Linked DNA regions of Arachis hypogaea: region 2 is linked to region 1. Evidence: chromatin contacts called from public Hi-C data. All regions are on one chromosome and are shown on one strand. The core of a region is the stretch at or near the end of the contact, and the rest is flanking DNA. Distances in the headings are between cores, read along the strand shown.

Region 1 (6,763 bases), core at 75-2,574:
CTCTAGTAGCTTCATTTTTCTTTTTCTTCTGGAGTTCCAAGCATCGCTCATTTATGCGTGTGGAGTTTCCAAGTGAAAGCACATCTATGGTAAAATACAGACATTTGTTGTTAGCCATTTCAGCTTAATCAAATGGAAAATGATAAAAACTTCTTCAAAATCTCAGTTCCAAACCTTTGTTAATGCAAAGATTTTTCCTTGACCCTAAACTCACAACAGTCATCTCATTAGCAAAGATTGTCTTCTGTAACTCCTTTATGAACTGCGAAAGCTGTGAATGTGTTCGGCTACAGAATAAACCTTGAACTTCTTCTCATCCTCCTCCCCCTCAGCATCATCAGACTCATCTTCACTCGAAGAATTAAGCATGCTTTTAGTAGCCTTCCTCTTCAACATCACACTCCCTAAATCCCCTTCTTCTTCACTCTCATACTCTTCAAGTAGAAACTCCTTGTCATCAACATCTGTTGTATCAATTTTCTTTTGTGAACTTTGACATATCTTTTCAGCAGGAGAATGTTCACAATGCACATCCCCAAAATCTTTACTAATTACCTTATTCTCCTTCTCCTTCTTATCAGCTTTTCCTGACAGATACCGAAACTTGTCCTTCTTGTTTTTCACTTTATCCTCTTTAACTTGGGGGTCTTTGTTAACAACAAAGTTCCTCAACCAATCAGGGTCATCATCCGAACCAACTCCGCCATCACCATTGCCACACGCTTCCTGTGATTCCTGCTGTCTCCTCTGATCAAGCACCCATTGCAAAGCACTACAAATAACACTCATAGTCTTCCCAGTACCTTTTATAACACACAAATCTCAACAAAATTAACCTAATTCTTTTTTTTTTTCCCTAATAAACAAAACAAAGCAAAACAACAACATGGAATTGCTTCCAATAATGTAAGACAGACTAAAAACAGTAAATTCATTGTCTTCCTCTTCTCCTAACTAAAACATAATAACATCACCAAAATTAAACTCATTTTGCAAACAATTAATAATGCAAGTGTGATGCAGCCAAAAACTCCCAAATAAAACGACGTTAAATTTAAGATTAAAAAAAATTAGAAATGAATGTTGAATTACCAGTAGGGCTTTCTAACATGGAGACGCCACCTTGGTTGAGAGAGTGATAAAGAGCCTTCATGAATTCCATCTGAATCGAATATGGCTTGAAAGGGAACGCTGAGAACTTCACTTCTTCTTCTTCTTTAACTTCCATATTCCTAATTCCTTCGCTCCTTTCTTCGTTCCTTCAGTGTCGCAGCGTTGATTCAAGTATTCAACGAATTTTCTTTTTCTCTTCCTTTTTTGGGTAATAATCATCGAAGAGAGAAATGAAGACTCGGCGCCACTACCATATGGCGGGAACAAAAAAAAAAGTTGAAATTTTATTTTAAAATATTAATTAGAAGTTTTTTTTAAGCCTATTTTATAAAAGGTATAGAAAATTTTCAATTTTTATCTTTTATAAATGATATTTATTATTGAGATATTTTATTCTCTTATTCATACGAGAGAAATTGTCCTTTTATTATTCAATAAAAATATTTATTGTTTATTTTCTATTGTATGGGAGATGCAATAATTTTTTATCAAATATACTGTAATGTTTTTTGTTGGTTTTATTCTTAAAATTTTATTTCATTTTACTCATACAACAAACGTTTCAAAATATTTTGATTTTATCTTAAGATTTGATTAGTTAATTATTTTAAAAGATTGGAGAATAATAATTGTTTTTGCTATTAAGGACCTATTCAAAGTATTACTCATTATAAAAAGGGAGATATCGTCATGTTTTATCTATGGATGAGTTATATGTCGGATTCCAAAAAATATGAGATAAGGTGATACCTACAAAAAGTATACCGACGCTCAAGTCAGAAATAATTTAAAGAAGAGAGTGAAAATGACTTATGTAAGTATTAGGTTTTTAGATGTCCTTTACTTTGACTTAATGTTACCTTATAAAGACTAAATAGAAACTAAGTCTTTTGAATATACTCGATTAACGAATCATAAGTTACGGTTGTAGTGAAAACCACAATGTGGTTACCGTGATATTCTCAGCATTTTTTGTTTTTACTATTTCATTGAGTTGTTGGTGATGACATGTGATGAAGTCATCATGTCGTTCTAATGAGTGTTATCATATTTTTGAGTTATGGGCCAAGCTATAACTTTTTTGGGTTGATGTATAAGCTTCATTAATCATTGAACGAGTTATAGGTAATAGATCAAGACTGTTCTCTGAATAAAAAGTGGCAATTACCTAGTAATACGAGTGGACCAGATTGTAACGGTCGAATTTTACATATAACGACTGAGTTATGTGTTGGTAATTTATGAGTCATGGAAATCCTAACATTCTTTTGATCTAATCTCCAAATTATAGCTTGTAGCCGTCGAGTTATAGTGACCAGATTACAGCCCTCAAGCTTAACATGTTTATTTTTAAGAGAAGCAGGTTGAGTTTTTTTGAAAATCGAGTCATAACTCGGCAGGATATAAAAGAGATGCATTTGTGTTATAATTCAGAGATATGAGGATTAGCCTCCAAACTCAACTTAATAATCTTAAAAATAAAATTGGACAAACATGTCATTGAGAAAGGTGTTACTTATATTAGTATATTTTTGAACGAGCTTACAGGTGATTGTTTGTTGGACTAAAGTCGACTTACAGGCATCGATTTGCTTTGACTGATTCCGACTTCTATGTGGACCAGGGGTTCTGCCAATGTGTAGCTCGGGCTCCTTGAGCACTGAACTTCTAGGTATCACTGATCCGTCTTTACTTCTTTTATAGCTCCAAACGCGGAAGTTCCTGCAGAAAACACTCCGAAACTCAAGTCAGTGAAGGACTAACAGTTATGCTCTTAATATGCTCGTTCTTTTTCCCTTTTTCTTCTTTTCTCATTGTTAGATGGAAAAGTGTGTAGGAAAAAGCAGTAATCGAACTAAAAGTATGAAAAAAAATAAAGAATAATGAAGTTAAAAATAATGTACTGTTTATTGAGGATTACCCTCTTAATATAGAAGGTACATGATGAAGTGACTCGTTAAAATCCTCCAAGCAAAATCCAATGTAAAAATAATGTTTGTCAGTGAAAAAAAAGTACATATTCGAGTCTTAAATTATAACTTAGTTGCGGTATAGTTTTAGAGAAGTTGCGTTCCAAGTATTAGATGGTTCTTTGCCTAGTAATATTTGAAAGGTATAAGTTCCTTGCCAATCACTTTGCTGATTTGAAAAGGTCCTTCTGATCGCCCTCTTTTTATTGAGTTTGTTTATTGATCCGCTGAGTTTATCAAAGTTTTTCTATTTCCATCTGTCCTACTGCTTTTTCTTAGAATTATGTTAAAGTCTTCGACTTGGAGACAACAATAGTCTTGTGGAACTTGCTAGGGCGAAGACCACTCATAAAGGTATAGAGGTGGACGTCAGGGTTAAGGTTGGGAATCTCCATTGCTATTTTATTGAACTTCGTCATGTAGTCACGGAAGCTTTCGGGTTGACCTTGTTTGATTGTGCTAAGGTAGTCAGAATCATGGACATAGATCTTGAATGCTGCAAAATTATTGGTGAAAAGATCGGCCAATTCCTTAAAAGTAGAGATAGAACCTGCATGTAAAGATGAAAAAGCAACACCATCTAAAAATGCGGGAAAAGAATGACATAATATTGGATCAAAATCACCTTTAAAAAACATCATTGAGTGAAACTTAGTAATATATATGTTCAGGTCCCCAATCCCCTTGTATGGCTTTAAAGTGGTTGGTAGGGTGAAGTTCTTCGCATTTGAAACTTCATGATTTCCCCAGAAAAAGGATTTGTATGTCCTTTTAGCGTCTTTGAAGTTGTAACTTCTACCATAGCATGAGTTCCTGACACATGTTCGTCATCGTTTTAAGTATCCTTGCGATCTTTCTTGCTATTTGTATTCTTTTGCTATTGTGTTAACAACTTGGTTATCCTTTGGACCTCGGCCTCGAGCGCACTATTTTTAGCTATTAACTTAGCCTGAGTTGGTGGAGGAGGATGTGAATTTTGTTCATCATCCATGATCGAGATCCTAAAAAAAGAGGAATAATAACAAGTGGGAAAAAATGTGCGGTAACATTAAGCTCGTCACACGGTGAGCGCCAAATGTTCTTATTGTTACGGGACCTATTTCGAGATATAGTTCGTTGCAAAAGGGAAGATGTCGTCTTATCTTCTCCGCGTATGAGTTATAAGCCAGACTCCAAAGAACCCCAAACAGGATGGATACCTGCAAAAGGTACTCCGATACTCAAGTAAAAAATAATTCAAAGAAGAGAGTGAGAATGACTTATGTAAGTATTAGGTTTTTAGATGTCCTTTACCTTGATCTAATGTTATTTTATATAGACTGAATAGAGACTAAGCCTTTTGAATATACTCGGTTAGCAAATCATAAATTACGGTTGTGGTGAGAACCACAATGTGGTTACCGTGATATTATCATAATCTGTTTTGACTATTTCATTAAGTTGATGATGACGTGTGATGAAGTCATCATGTTGTTCTACTAAGAGTTATCATGTTTTTAAGTTATGGGCTGAACTATAACTTCTTTGGGCCGAGGTATAAATTTTATTGGCTGAGTTATATGTAATAGATCAAAACTTATTCTCTGAGTAATAGGCAACAATTATCGAGTAATATAGAATGGATCAAATTGTAACGGTCGAGTTATGTATTGATAATTTGAGTCATCAAAACCCTAACGTTCTTTTGACCTAATCTCCAAATTATAACTTGTAGCCGCTAAGTTATAGTGACCAAATCAATAATAATAATGATAATAAAATCATAATCTCCTCTGATTTGAAGAGAATGTTATTTTGTTCTAAATTTAGAAAACATTATTGGTTTGTTAATAATATGAATCGGGGAACTAATTCGGCTTCAAGTTCTTTCTAACCAATATAATTTGCACCATGTCAATCTAAATTGTATAATATGATATATGACATAATTGCTTTTATGTTATTGTCAAGTCTAAGATTTCTCTAAGATTTCTCTTGAACAGGAATAAAGAAATCAATGTTATTTGAATTCAACAGGAATAAAGAAATCAATGTGATTTGAATTGAACAGGACGAGACCAACTATCCCTAAAGGTAACAACTAATACACTGAGCATATCGTATAATTAGGCAATCTATAAAGTGAGAGAGTAAACTAAAGTATATATTCAATAATGCAACCTAGTAAAACTTAAATTTTAATTGTTTTCCTGTTATTAGCATCCATTCCTGCTTTAGTTTGCTAACTCTTTGAAAAACTTAAACTATATGCTGCCTCATGGAACAACTATTAGGTTGAAAAATTCCTTAGAAACAGTCACAATCTCTTCTAGGATTTAAACTTATTTTCATTCTAAATATCTCTTAAATACTACAGAGCACAGCATATATAGACAAATTAAAACTCTTGATCAACTTGTTATATGAACATGGTTTTGTTTTGTTTTCACCATCTTAAGAAGGCCACATTAGATTACTATTGATGGTATCGTTCTTATATTTGAATTAATTATAACGAAAAGGTTTATTTGATAAATAATATCAATATAGTTGACAAATTCCCACCTTAAATATGGTGTTACATAACACTTGTACCTGAACCTTTTCAGATATTACACTGGCAGTTTTGTAAAATCGAATTGATACAAAACATAAATTATATAGCATATCATGATAAATGCATCATAATCTAACAAAGTAAAGGACGATTGATATTCATATTTATATCGTTTAGTTAGGTTCAAAAAGAATCTAATTAAAAAATATTAAATCGAAGATACAGTCTATAAATAAAAGAATAATGTTACACATCAAAAATTTTTTCTGAATCATGTCCAATCAAATTAAATAACAAGACTTGAAATAATGTTAGATATAACTAAATTTTATTATCATACTAAATTTTATTATCATAGACCAACTTAGTTAAACTTGATAAATGAAACATTATTCCAAAAAAAAAAAGCACCACATTAATGATAATGAAGTTATGGATTCAAGAGGCTGTGTAGGATACTCTTCCCCAAAAGGTAGCCAAAATGCAAAATATCCTCAAGAGATTATAGGGTTGGCTTAAATAACCGCATTTCAGATGAGCAACTTGGAAGACCAAAGTGCGAGGGTGAAACTAAACTTTCATGATAGATGTGAAAGATCCTTGAGCCTACACCCCGAGATAAAGGACGGTGTTTGGTCATGCCATCACTGGAGCTGTCAATATTAGGAAAATATATGCTGCCATCAATTATGTTACATAAAACTAACTTGCCACTTGGAGATTTCCCCAGTAGAACATCATTTTTCAACATGTACATAGGCCGTAGTACATAATTTAAACGAGAATTAATGAGTAGCGGGTGGTGGCGGATTATTGCCAACTTAGTCCAAGATTGAGGAACTCCATACTCCTTCATCAACCAGAGAGTCCAATGAGTTTTCTTAGTCTCATAACAAACAGCAAGACAACCCCCCAAGATATCCAATCGGGGAAACACACTGCGATCATCATCTGAATCCCTACTGGGAGCGGAAAACTGACTATAAGTCTCTTTCACCAAGTCAACGGAAAGAACTGCCACAAAACTACTACGACGGCCGCGAAGAAGCCAATTAAGAGTGCCAGTGCCACTTACAAAACGCCCTGTCCGACCCACCACAGAAGCCTTGTTATCGCGGTCAAGTAGTCTATATGGGAAATCCTG
Region 2 (6,571 bases), core at 2,089-4,588, 49 kb after region 1:
CAAAGTGGGGACTAAGGGGCAACAAAATTGTCAAAACCCTTAGTAGCAAAAAAGTACCTTTGCAAACAAATAAAGATCTTTCCCCATATCTCTTTAAATTCCTTTTTATAAGTTTTCTCACTCTTTCTACGAAACGCGTCGACTTAAGCTTGACAAAGCGTGAAAATCCCATGAACCGACCTAGATGGTCGTCAGGATAAAACGACGAGGTACAAGTCAGTGTAAAGAGGTTATAAAAGTAGATCATGTAGGAACTCGGAACCTAGTCGACTTGCAAGTCGTAGAGTCCGAGAAGAATGAAATGCATCGCGGAAATAATCTAAGTTATTGAAACTCAATAGAAAAATTGAGTACGAGAAATACCAAAAAGAGATAGGAAAATCCATTAAAAACCAAAAGCAGAAACTGTCCCCAAGTCTTTAAGAAAAGTTCAAGATAACGTAGACAAATGACAGCTGGCCAAGGTAAAAGTTTTTCCAAAACAAAGGATTTTTCAACAAGAGAAAAAGATCAAAAAGGTTTTCTCAAAACCTAAAAGGAAAGCATGCAGGCCAATGTAAACCTAAAACCCTTATCCAAAAAAGGGTATTTTTAATTTCCAATGTAAACCTAAAATCCTTATCCAAAAAAGGGTATTTTTAATTTTGTTTACGACCACAAAGGGCCAAAAAGTGTCAGGAAGAAGGAAGGTCACCACAATAAATATAAAAATTGTTTAAAAAACGGGGGACCCATAGGCCGGGCCCCCATATAGCCATCATAAAATTAATTAGAAGAAGGAAGGTCACCACCACCAAGAGGAAGATCATCACCAGAGCTAGGGAGAGTAGTTGAAGCACCATCAGGACCAGGGAGAGAAGTCGGAGCAACACCAACGGAAGACGGAGCGAGTTCATCGGGACCCTTCTCAGGAGCCTTTGAAGAACTCGGGGGCATCTCCTGATCGAGGGGGGATTCCATTATCCTTTGACCCCGAGTCTTCAACTCGAATTCGGAAACAGATCGGGGAGGAGAAACGATGGCCCCGTCAACAACGATCTTATCAGGATCCAAAGGAGAGAGATCCAAGCCGGGAGCAATGACCCCAACCTGTTCTTTGAAGATCCTCCACGCCTCCTCGGCCCCTTCGGTGATAGAGTCTTCAGCTCCACGTAGGCATTCCGAGCTCCCACCAAATCCTTCTTCACCTCTACAAGGTCCTCGAACAAGCTCATGTAACTCTGCTCCGCCTTCTCCCTCAGACCCTCCGCCATAGCACACTGGCCCATCAACTTCTTCTCCTTCTCTCGGAGACGATTCCTCTCCTCCTCCAACTCGGCGAACTCCTCCTTCAATCTCTTTTTTCCTTCTTGATATAAAAGAATCCTCCCCTCTAGCTCCTCAATCCTCAGGGATGAACCTAAAGAGTTGAGGAGAGTCTTCTCAAAAATATCCAAAAGCTTCGTGCACACCCCCGCCGCCCTAACACTCCCCTGAACCAGAAGATTAAGGTGGTTTCGAACGGAAGCATTGTCCATACTTATACGGGTATGAGGATAGATATAATTTCGAACGAACTGAGGCGCATTAGACTTGGCCTCACCCTCAAAAGAAAAGCTAGACTCTAAAGTCTTCCGATTCTTCTTCTCTGACTCAGGGGAAGATCGGGGAGGAGGGGATGGAAGAGAAGAGGTTGAAGAGGATATGACGATAGGTCAGGTGGGGGTCCCCAAGTTGTGAGGAGGAGGAGGAGGGGGAGGAGGAGAAGGAGGGCCAGCAGCCCTAGCACCACCAGCCCTGGCGCGAGACCTCGACTTGGCCTCCTGGACTCTATGATGAGACTCCCGGGAATTCTTCTTCGCCATTTCTGCAAAAAAACCATTAGATAGAAAGTCAGCATACAAGTTGGAGAAGACAACTCGAAAAAACTATCAGGTTGAAAACATAATATAAAAACATAACGCTACCTAATTGGGCATGCACAAAGGTCAGAGACCCCCTGCAGGAACTTTTTCGTCTCTAAATAAGGAGCTCTTCCCCATGCTTCTCGGAAGAACCCCACGACGGCCGCCTCCACCTCATCCAGGTCATCCAACCCATATTTTTCACAGGGAGAAGACTCCGACCAGTACAAAGGAAAGCGAGGAGAAGAATTTTGGTCCAGAAAAAAAGGGTGGTGACCCTCTACAGATCGTACTTTGGAAAAAAATTTTTGAAATCGTGGAAGGATTCGTCAAAAAGGGTGAAAACTCTCCGACCTTATATGGCCCGGAAAGACACCCATTGCTGTTTGTTATTTTGCTCACTAAAGGGTTTGGTCATGTGAAAAAGATAAAAGAAGATCTTTAAAGAGGTCAAAAAATCCAATGCTTGGCTAACAAATTGATAAATCTTCAGAAAACTCCAAGAATTGGGGTGAAGTTGGGTAGGGACAACACGACAATGAGATAGAACGGCTATCTCGAAGTCGAAAAAGGGAAGAAAAACACCCAAACATGTGAACAGACTATCATACATAAAAAAGAAATGAAGGTCTGTGTTAGAAGCCCTCCCAAAACAAACCCAGTCTACTGGATCCGGGGCTATCAATTCATACTTCGACTCATCCTCAGTAGAAGCACAAATCCTATGATGCGTGCGAAGGTCAGTAATATAGTCAGTATCCACAAAAGGTTCTTCCCCAAGAACCGTAACATCTACCCATTGAGCGAGAGACTCTATAGAAGACATCTTTTTCCTAAATGAAAGGGATTGCGAAACCTACAAAGGAAAAAGAAAAAATGATCAAAAACAGGGTCTCTAAGGGGCCTGGGGTTAGATCATCAATAAAACAAAATCACTAAGCCTACGGCCAGCACTCCTCTCAAAACAAAAAACATGCAAATAAAAGAATTTATAAAAGAGGAGAAGAGAAAAAACTGACATTTACTTTTGAAGGATCAGAGGTGTAACAGCAGTTGATTGAAGAAAAAGGAAGCTTTCTTTCAGAACAGAGTATGTAGGTGAGAAAGTTTTCAGAAACGAAACAAGGGAAGAGAGGAAAAATTATTTATAAGCATGTTAGGGGCATAAAGGTAAAACGACACAACCATTCAAGAGCTGCACGGTTACCAATGTAACCGCCCCCGCGTGTAAATTCTCAAACCTCTAAGAGACACGACGTTTGATTAGACGCAACAGTTAAAAAAATTTAAATCACCTCGGCTCCCGAAAATCACATCGGTTCTTCAACAAGTCGGCTACAATCCCGAGCTGAATACTCGAGCCCAATTCGCAAAGGAACTTGGACTCGAGTAGGGGCACTGTTCATACCCTTACCCAATTACAAGGCCCAGATCCAAATAATACGTAAAGGCCCAATCCACGATATTAGCCTTCCCCTACAACCGACCTCCTCGTAAGAGGTCGGGTTCGACATAGGTTCCACCAGTAAGAAGTCGGGGACGAAGATTAGCTGACATGTAACACTCATTCAAATAAGTAACTGCCCCTAAAATCTCTTAACCCCCTTCTACAAGTCAAACCTCAACCTCCCTAAGATAAAGGGACGGTTATCCTCCTACAAAGACGGAACCACTCCAACGGCGGTTATGGGTTCACCACTATAAGTACACTGACACCCCTCAGGTATTTAGAAGGCCCATACTCTAAAAAACTTGCTTAGACCCTTGCTGACTTAGGCATCGGAATGTCTTTGCAGGTACCACCCCCCATTCTCTCCAATACACAAGTCGGAAGGAGGCTCCTAGGAGTGAATCCGCTCGAAGGCTTCTTCCGCTAGACGATTGGGCCAACTCAACAAGTCCAGTCCATCCATTTCCGATTATCCACCGTAACAATCATCATATCCATATACAATCTAATTATCGACTTTCTAAGGTTGTTAATTTCAGCTCTCACCCTAACGAATATTCAGGTTCAACGTCACTTTCATACTTGCATCATATGAGTCTATTCCCTCGCTCAAAATAGCATTATGTCCTATTAAAAGTGAATGTTACAACAAGTTAACATTCAAAGTAACTTTTGTCTCTATACTCATTTTTTACTTCATCAAACTAGACAAAATACTGGCGTCTTAGCTTAAGTTTCTGCTTTGATGATGATGAATAGAACATGACAAGAGTATTAAAGAACATTACCAATAGATATAGTTTGAAACCAAATTCAGTTTACATATACCTTTTACAAATGAAATCGAAAAAATAATCTTTTTAAATTCCTCCCTATACGCGACTTTAACAACAGCACTTTAATATCATGATAGTATTTGCCATCATTAAAAGAGTATTTTTCTTCTTCTTCTTTCTCTTCGACGTAGCTCCAGCTGATAATCTACCAATGTCACTTAAGCCGTTCTCCCATAAAAGTACTTTCTTCCAACTTCAAACCTAGACATGATTTTAATCTTTCATTCTTATTGGCACTTCTAGAGAATATTGTAAAATTAGAGTTTGATCAATTTAAGGCACATTAAAAACTAGATTTTGTTTTTGATATTGGAGTAACAACGGTGTTTTTTCAAAATATGGGTTGATTGGGGTATTATTCTCAAATGTGAACCGTTTAATTAGATAAACAAAAATCGGACTGTCTAATTTGTGAGAAGTGCAGAAATCAGAACGAGGAATTTGTAAGAGAACAGAAATCGGACCGAGAAATTTCTGTTAAAAAAATTAAAAAATTTGAAGTATAGAAATCGGACTCTCTAATTTATGTATCTTTCACACTTTTAAAAAACACCAAAAATTACAATGTTAAGATATATTACTACTTTTACTTCTATATACAAAAAAAAGAACCCATTAAAAACACTCCACCTTTTACTAATAATCTTTTGTTATTTTTAAAATAAATTTTTTTTTTAACTTTAGATACCCTAAACAATGACAAAGAGCGTTAAGTCACCGTTTTAAATTTATCGGAAACTGAACTCCTATAATGGTAGGTTAGTTTTGTCCATTATTAGTAATTTTGGTATATACATTAAAATTTCAATTATCTTGTGTGTATTTTTATAATCTCAAAAATTTTTTATGTGTATTTTTGTCCATTTATTTTATTATTAGTTACCTTTCAAAAAAAATTATGCTAAATTTAGTATTTGTGTTAAATATTTCTTATATGTACTCTAATGTTTATAAATAATATATAAGAACTATGCAAAGTACACACAGATACACACGAAAAGAAAACCACTTCCACTTGCAATTATTATTTAATTTCTTCGATAGAATTTCATTACTCCCTTTCAATCAAAATTATTTGAAAATATCCTATCGTCTCCATTTATAATTGCAAATGCATAGTTGTAGGCACTAGGCATAAGGTATATTCTAGTAATTAATCATATTCAGTACATTCATAGGAGCATACACAAATAGGAAAACTACAATGACCAGAGGATTTGGGGCCAAATTGATCCAAGCATAACTTTATGCAAGGTTCATTGGATATTATGCAATGTGATTCCATCAACACTTCTACACACGTCTTTGCTTCAGCCACTTCATTTCTCCTTGAAACAACTGCAAAATAATGCAACAACGTAACATAGTTGTTAAAGAAGATCATGTTGGGAATAAGACACAATTCCCCCTTGAGAAAACACCTTTGACAGAGAAATAAAATAGACACAATCACAACACAAGAATTTAACGTGGAAACTCCAATTACCGGAGAAAAAACCACGGCCGTTGTCAAATGACAACCAGAGAATATCACTATGTGAAAATTGTTACAACACATAGACTTCTTTCTCTCACCGGCACCCCAGTACACCCACACTCTTTCAAAGCAAATATCTAACTACACCTCACAACACTCTCTAATCAAAGAGTACAGAGGAAAAGAAAAATCAGATACAAGCTTAAAGTGTTTCTGACTGGTGCAAAAACAAATGGAGAACTTAGCCTCATATTTATAGCCTAGGCCACCCACTCCATTTGCTATCCTAAGCAATGTGGGACTAATTCAACCAAATCCTAACAATCTCCACCTTGATTGAAATAGTCACACATCTTCAGCTTCCATTGTCAACACCGACAATTCTTTGCTGCCATTGTCTATACCGACAATCATAGTTCAGAGAACTATCATACTCCACCATGAAAGTATACTCACTTGGAATTAGACCACTCCAAGAATTTCGCCTTGGTACAGATCGAAACCTTGCTGAAAATTCATGGTGCAACTTCCAAATTGGCTTTTCCTGGAAGTTCTTCAGCCATCGACCTAACTCCGCCACACACCTTGCATCTCAACGCCAACCAATGCCCGTGTGCAATTGTGGACCTGATTGCCACAACTCATCCTTATCCATGGCAGTGCGGTAATACCATGAGGATACTTCTTGTCTTCTAGAGAACATCATCTTCTCTCATAGAGAGAGCAACCAGAGATCTTCTCCTTCAACGCCTTGTGCAAACCTGATTGTATCAACACATCCTTGACTTGTACTTGCCACAAGCCAAAATTGATTCTTCCATCAAATTTCTCTATTTCAAGCTTCACAGCACTTGAATATCCTGACATTGTTGCAACCGTATACTGGAATATTATAACTCAACTGTAGACCGTGCACTAGGAAGGG

The links. A called contact is a pair of places that touch in the nucleus more often than the background predicts.
Region 2: a contact with region 1 is called in a Hi-C map of leaf, with 2.6 times the contacts expected there. The contact joins the enhancer-like site here to the promoter of LOC112709884 in region 1. A contact is called at or near these places in 2 of 8 Hi-C or Micro-C datasets (both in leaf).

Annotation. Positions count from the first base shown.
Region 1 is chr9:2,556,430-2,563,192 of arahy.Tifrunner.gnm2.J5K5, forward strand. LOC112709884 reads right to left here and starts at 1,325. Exons shown (of 10, transcript XM_025761869.2): 1 at 1,093-1,325; 2 at 300-803; 3 at 175-297; 4 at 1-84. The coding sequence starts at 1,228. LOC112712773 (F-box/kelch-repeat protein At3g23880-like) reads right to left here. Exons shown (of 2, transcript XM_025765692.1): 1 at 6,331-6,763; 2 at 3,365-3,633. The coding sequence ends at 3,365.
Region 2 is chr9:2,603,448-2,610,018 of arahy.Tifrunner.gnm2.J5K5, forward strand. LOC112712851 (a long non-coding RNA gene) reads right to left here. Exons shown (of 2, transcript XR_003157930.2): 2 at 5,158-5,507. Among protein-coding and RNA genes, the nearest start is that of LOC112712851, 4.3 kb to the right of the region's middle. Within about 2 kb of position 3,339, at least 1 of the 3 cell types and tissues checked has open chromatin away from gene starts, as enhancers often do.